Regions from separate parts of the Danio rerio genome. Here region 2 is linked to region 1. The links are chromatin contacts, called in public Hi-C maps. All regions are on one chromosome and are shown on one strand. Each heading gives the region's core, a stretch centred on a gene start, on an enhancer-like site or on the middle of the called end of the contact. The rest is flanking DNA. Distances are from core to core; before and after follow the strand shown. Region 1 holds the start of foxf2a (forkhead box F2a). Region 2 holds the start of dusp22b (dual specificity phosphatase 22b).

Region 1 (3,287 bases), core at 419-2,918:
TGACTGTAAATTAATAAAAATGAATCCACTGTGTTTAAATAATATAGAAAATGTAAGAAACATGTGTACAGAATAAACTTAAGCGTTTATTAATCACTGAAACTCTGTTGCACAGATGCATCGAAAATATAAACGGTTTAAATTATTACACAACGAGATTGCCCCAAAACAGCCTAAGATACTGTCTAAGATAATATAATTTTTGTGCATAAATTGTCAGCATTTAAAATCTTGGATATGTATGCTAATTTGAAAATAAGAGCTAATGCATTAACTTTGCGATCATTAAACTGAATTATTAAGCTTGGTGGAAATGTGAACACTTATGGAGCGCGTGCGTGTAAAAGCGGCTTTACCTGAGATGTCAGCCGAGTCTCTGCCGTTGTGATGCAGATAGCTTTGCTCCAGAGAATACGGAGGCATACTGGAGTGTAATCCAGAGGAGGTCGGGCTGCTGGAGGACAGTGGCTGCTGTTTAATGTAAGGAGACACACCTGATGAGGCCCAATGAGCCGAAGCGGCTCCGTACGGCGAATGGCACTCCAGAGAGCCACTCATGGTCGGCGGGGAGTGCAGCGGGCTGTTGCTGCTGTCTGGCCCGTACTCTCCGTTAGAGGCCACTTGGCACGCGGTCATGTACGTAGAGCCTGTACTGGGAGACATGTGTGAGACGTGGTGACCAGCACCGAGGCCGTCGTATCCCGCGTGGACGCCCTGCACCGCGTTGCTCATCATGTCCAGATTGTAGCTGTTGGCGTGGCAGGCCAGTGATGCGGAGGGCGACTGGAAGTCGAAGTTTTGCGGCAGCATTGAAGCGCCGAAGCCGATTCCGTTCATCATCCGGTACATCGGTTTGAGAGCTTGGCATTTCCTTCGGAATCCGCGAGGCCTGCGTCGAAAAGAGCCCTCCTCGAACATGAACTCGCTCCCGGGATCTATGGTCCAGTAGTGACCTTTACCCGGCCTCCCGAGGCCCTTGGGCAGCTTGATGAAACACTCGTTGAGAGACAGATTGTGTCTGACTGAGTTCTTCCAGCCTTGGTAGGAACCCCTAAAGAAAGGGAAGCGAGCCTGGAGGAACTGGTAGATTTCACTCAGCGTCAACCTTTTTGTCGGAGAGCTCTGGATCGCCATGACTATCAGGGCGATGTAGGAATAAGGCGGCTTCTCTGGGCGTCTCATGCCTGAATTGGACTTCTTGCCTTTATTGCCGGTGGCAGTGGTGCTTTCCAGCACTGTCTGCGTGTTTTGGAGAGCCGAGTGCATGCTGTTGGATGCCGGGCTGGACCTGAGGGGAGGCGGCGGGTCCAGCTGCTGCTGCGCGCTTTCAGTGGTCATCGCAAATGCTGGATGAATAAAGGACTCGGTCAGTCTTCAGAAACGGAAGTCAGATGCGGTTCAGGATGAAAATCGAATATGTAAAGGGACTGGTGCTCCACAAATCTCCGCGAGGTCAGTGCGCCAGGATTGTGTTGTGCTCGCAGGACGCGCTCCTAGCTGAAGCCACCAGCTGTGTGTCGCCAGTATAGCGACCCCTCCTTAGTCTCTTGGTGGCCATCGCGAGGACTAATCCTTTAAGAGAAGGAAACTCAATGCTCCAGAGTCCTCTGGCGCAAAGACGTGCGGCCAAACAAAACGCGACCACCTATCAATTCGTAAATCTCTCTCTGCCCCCTAGATCCCCACTAAATTCCTCCAAAAAATCTCCTCAAACTGTGGGACCCACCCCTTTCCATGTCTGGCATGCCTCCAGCTATCGGTCTGGCAGGAGGCTGTGCAGAGTCCGAGTAGAGAGACTCCCCACCTCCCCTCTGACAACCTAAATACACGCAATAACGCCATTTATCAAGCCTAGTCCGACGTTTCAATCAACAGCGCCACACGCCAAACACCGGGGCTAAAGCTGTCAGGCCTCCAGTAATTAATGGCGTGTTTTGGTGAGAGCTCTGGCACTGGAAAATAGGAGGCTGAAATGTAAAAAAAAAAACATGCACTTTTCGCTAAAGACAACGCGCGAACTAAGAGTTCATTGCTTCGCCAAGGAGAGAAGAATGTGAACACGTAAGATTGTGACCTGGTTGAGCATCTTTTCAAGTACGCACGATGGGGGTGGGCGAAAAAAAAGAGTCCCTCTCCTAAGTGTATACAAGTTCTTGTAAAGGGCTGTTCTGGATAAATGATTTTGACATGAGTGGAAGCAGGCTTTTTCCATCAGCCGCCGCGCCAGTGCTTGGATACCACACACAGCGCAGTGTCAGTTTACCGTCCCGGACCCCTATCATCCCCCCCGAGAGGAGGACTAATTAATTGTGGAAAGTGAGCTTAATTGGCCGTATGAAAAAAATGTCTCCAGTACAGAAAAACATTCATGATTAGTCTAAAAAACAACATCAAATTGCAAAAGTGCGCTTGACTTAATTTAAAAATGTAATTCATAAAATAATTTTTTTTGTTGCCCAATTAATATAGATTAATTTATTAAACGGTTGGAGTCGAATAATAATGATAAAATCACTAAAATTCTGTTTTGAAAGATGGACAAAGCCAACGTTGGTTCAATAAAAAAAATTAAATAAAAATTTTAAACCAACTGTTGGGTTTTTCCGTATTTGACCTATAGCGTTGAGTTAATGCACCCTAACCTTTTCTGGTGATCAGGGGTGGATTCAACTAATAAGCGAGGTAAGCAGCCCTCATATCTAAGTATAAATTATAACCATAAAATATAACATCGTTTTCTACCATATTTTGTATGGTGGGAGTTAAACAAATACAGTTTTAACGTAATTAAATATTATTTAATATACAATCAAATATGATATTATTATAGTAATGTATTATGTAATAATAATATCACAAAATAAAATATTAATCGTGGAGCAATCCAGCAGTCAAACTATATATATATGTATAATATATATATAATTTTTAGATGAAAATCAATTTAAGAAAAATAATCATTCAAAATTGCATTTATTTAAAATGTCGAAAAGAAGATTTAGTGATATAAAAATCAGAAATATAAGTAAATATTAAATAAAAGCTGAAAGGGTGCATTTCAGGACTTTGGAACTATGGACTTGCTTAGGGCCCCAAAATCTCTAAATCCACCCCTGAGGGTGATGATAATAATAATAATTATGATAATGATAATAATAATAATAATAATAATAATAATAATAATAATAATAATAATAATTTGAGTTTTTAATGGTAAAAACTCTAAAATGCTAGCTTGTTTATACTGAAGTTTACGGACAAACCCAACCGTTTAGATAACAATAAAC
Region 2 (3,287 bases), core at 254-2,753, 180 kb after region 1:
TTGAAATTACCCAAGTACAGGTCAGGCAGAACCTGAAAGCACACAAGCAGGACTGCTCAGTCACAAACAAACAAACAAACAAACAAACGATTCAACAATCTTAAAGCAGAGCAGGTAATCTTCTTTATCAAATGTTTCCAAATGACGTTCAACAGATTCAGGAAATTTTCACAGTATTTCTTCTAATATTTGTTCTTCTGGAGAAAGTCTGATTTGTTTTATTTCGGCTAGAATAAAAGCAGTCCTTAATAGTTTTAAAGCCATTTTAAGGTCAATATTATTAGCCCCCTTCAGCAATATTAGTGTTAAAATTTAAAATAAATGTAAAATAAACAGGGGGCTAATAATTCAGAATATATAAACTATAAAGATCAACACCTAATAAAGTTCTGCTCAGAATGTAAACAGAAGATTTTAATTCCAAAATGGCGTTCAGCCACACGGTCGAGTTATGTTTTGGCGGTAAACTAGACGGGATACGCAGCTGGCCGGAAGTGTGATATGCTTATCAATATAGCAGCATTCATATGACACTCTATAACTATAATTAATATTTTTATAGTACTGTAGCGATTGGGTTTAGGGTTGGGGTAGACGTTAAAAATTACAATTTATTTAGAAGTTTAATTGATAACGTAAATAATACTCGGTACAACTACTGTTTTTAAAGTACTCAAGGTTGGTTTAAGGTTGGGTGGGGGTAGACGTTAATAAAAAACAACAAATGTGAAATTTTATAAATAATATAAATAATTCTCGCAACCGCATCCGATCTAGCAACAACCGACAACACAATGCTAGGCAGATGTTTTCAGTGGCTGTTAGCATGTTGCTATGGTGTTGCTAGGGTGTTGTGGACCGTTGCCAAAAGTGCTCTTTAGTGATTTATAGTACACTACAAACTGGTTGCTGGTGTTTTGAGTAGTTGTCAAAAGGTTTCTAGGGTGTTAATATCTATGACTGGTTAGCAGGCTGAGTAGCGTTTGTTTGCTAGCGTGTTGTATGTGGTTGCTAGCGCGTTGTTAAGATGTCGCGCTCTTCTACAGATTATCTTGAGTCAATAAACTAAATATGTGCGATTTTTCATCAGTTTCGTCGTAATCGAAAGTAAGCGCTTCGAGACACGTGATTTGATGACTCACTCTTGTTTATCCAGATAACTTTAATTCTTTAGGATCTGCTAAAATCCCCAAGACTAATCCTGATGCTGTTTTTTGTCTAACATCTCCAACAAACACCTGAAGGGTTGAGCGATCTGATTCTCATCTCATTTCCCTCATCGCAGATCATTCCCCCTTAAAGTTACAGCAGTGACGGGAATTCAGCCGTGTCCATCTGAGTTACCTTATTAATGCCGTTTCCCATGCCACGGTGTGTGCGGTGGCCGGTATTGCAGGATTCCGCTTGAAACGAGGCTCGTATCGACAGTTTCTAATCGATAATATTAATCGCTTACATCCAACTCTACTGTCGTCCACTGACACTCACTCACTCACTCAAGTGTGCGGAGTTTTCGACTAGCCTCTCTTAAAGGCGCAGTGCGCACTATTGTGATGGTTGTATTTTATAGTGATTTGGCTGCTGGTATGATTTCACTACTTATAATTTGCAAATAACACTTCTCTGAAATTATATTATTCAGGAGAAAGTTTGAAAGTGCGGATATAAAACCAACTTTACCTCAGTTAGTGCATGTGTGGAGGTTAGTAGGCTTCTGACCGCAGTGATCTGAGCTTTAGCAGAGCAGAGTGTGGTGTTTTGAATTTGGGTGTTTCCCAGTACTGGGTTGCCGCTGGAAGGGCATCTACTGTGCAAAACATATGTTGGAATAGTTGGTGGTTCATTCCGCGGTGGCGACCCCTGATGAATAAGTCGAAGGAAAATTAATGAATTGTAATTCTAATTGTTGTAAATGGCCATTGTGAAATCTAACTTTTGTTGTTAAATCTGTGATTTGTATTTATTGCCATAAATCCGATGTATATATATATATATATATATATATATATATATATATATATATATATATATATATATATATATATATATATATATATACACACACACACACACACTGTAAAATACGTTATTTATTTAACCCAATGGTTGAGTTGAACATATTTGCTGCTTTGTTGGGTTATTTTTAACCTTTATTTGGTCATTTATTTGTTAACTCAAACAGTTGGGTTAAAAATGTGAATTTCTGACACAAAACAGATGCATTATGTGTGCGTAATGTTTTTGAGTTATAAAGTTTAAGCTATAGCGCAATAATATTGTTAGTTATTTTATTTATTAAATTACCTTTCCGTGTCGTTTTTTTTCTGTTTCACCATCCAAGACCATCATTTAGAAGTGTTTAGATGTGGTTAAACTGTATTGTACACTGTGGACACTGAGTGAAGCTGCAGCAGCTGCTGGACGGCCTCTACAGCACACAGAGCTCCATATTCTGCTCCATCAACACAGGATTTGCTTGCAGAGTTTATAACTGTCGGCTTTGTTCTGTTTCTTCTTCGTTTGTGATTCTTAATTAGTTTTAACAAAAGTGTCTGGATCTAAAATGTAATGGAAATAAAGCATTTTCAATATTTTTTGAAAAAAATATGTTATTTATTTACCCAGCCATAATTATAAAATTAATAGTAGTACTAGCAGCAAATGAAAAAAATAACAACATTTAATCAAAATAACCCAATGCATTGGATTATATGATATAACCCAATGCATTGGGTTGAAATAACCCATAGTTGGGAAGGTGCTATAATAACCTATTGTTGGGTTATATGTTTATTTTAACCCAACTATTTTAACAGAGTATATATATATATATATATATATATATATATATATATATATATATATATATATATATATATATATATATATATATATATATACAGTTGAAGTCAAAATTATTGGCCCCTCTTTGATTTTCTTTTTCTTTTTTAAATATTTGCCAAATGATGTTTAACAGATTCAAGAAATTTTCACAGTATGTCTCATAATATTTTTCCTTTTTCCTAATATTTGTCTTATTTGCTTTATTTCGGCTAGAATAAAAGCAGTTATTAATTTTTTAAACACCCTTTTAAGGAAAATATTATTAGCCCCTTTAAGCTATTTTTTCGATAGTCTACAGAACAAACCATCATTATACAATAACTTGCCTAATTACCCTAACCTGCCTAGTTACCCTAGTTAAGTCTTTTAATGTCACTTTAAGCTGTATAGAAGTGTCTTGAAGAATATCTAGTCTAATATTATTTACTGTCATCATGACAAAG

The links. A called contact is a pair of places that touch in the nucleus more often than the background predicts.
Region 2: a Hi-C map of hematopoietic stem cells shows a contact between it and region 1, with 3 times the contacts expected there. The contact joins the promoter of dusp22b here to the promoter of foxf2a in region 1. A contact is called at or near these places in 3 of 18 Hi-C or Micro-C datasets (caudal fin, hematopoietic stem cells and an unstated tissue) and 1 of 4 datasets of contacts at active chromatin or transcription factors (embryo).

Annotation. Positions count from the first base shown.
Region 1 is chr2:867,470-870,756 of GRCz12tu, forward strand. It overlaps foxf2a (forkhead box F2a), which reads right to left and starts at 1,669. Exons shown (of 2, transcript NM_001083815.1): 1 at 357-1,669. The coding sequence starts at 1,338. It also overlaps a transcript of znf1014 not described here.
Region 2 is chr2:1,051,607-1,054,893 of GRCz12tu, forward strand. It overlaps dusp22b (dual specificity phosphatase 22b), which reads right to left and starts at 1,504. Exons shown (of 7, transcript NM_001017742.2): 1 at 1,345-1,504; 2 at 1-32. The coding sequence starts at 1,365.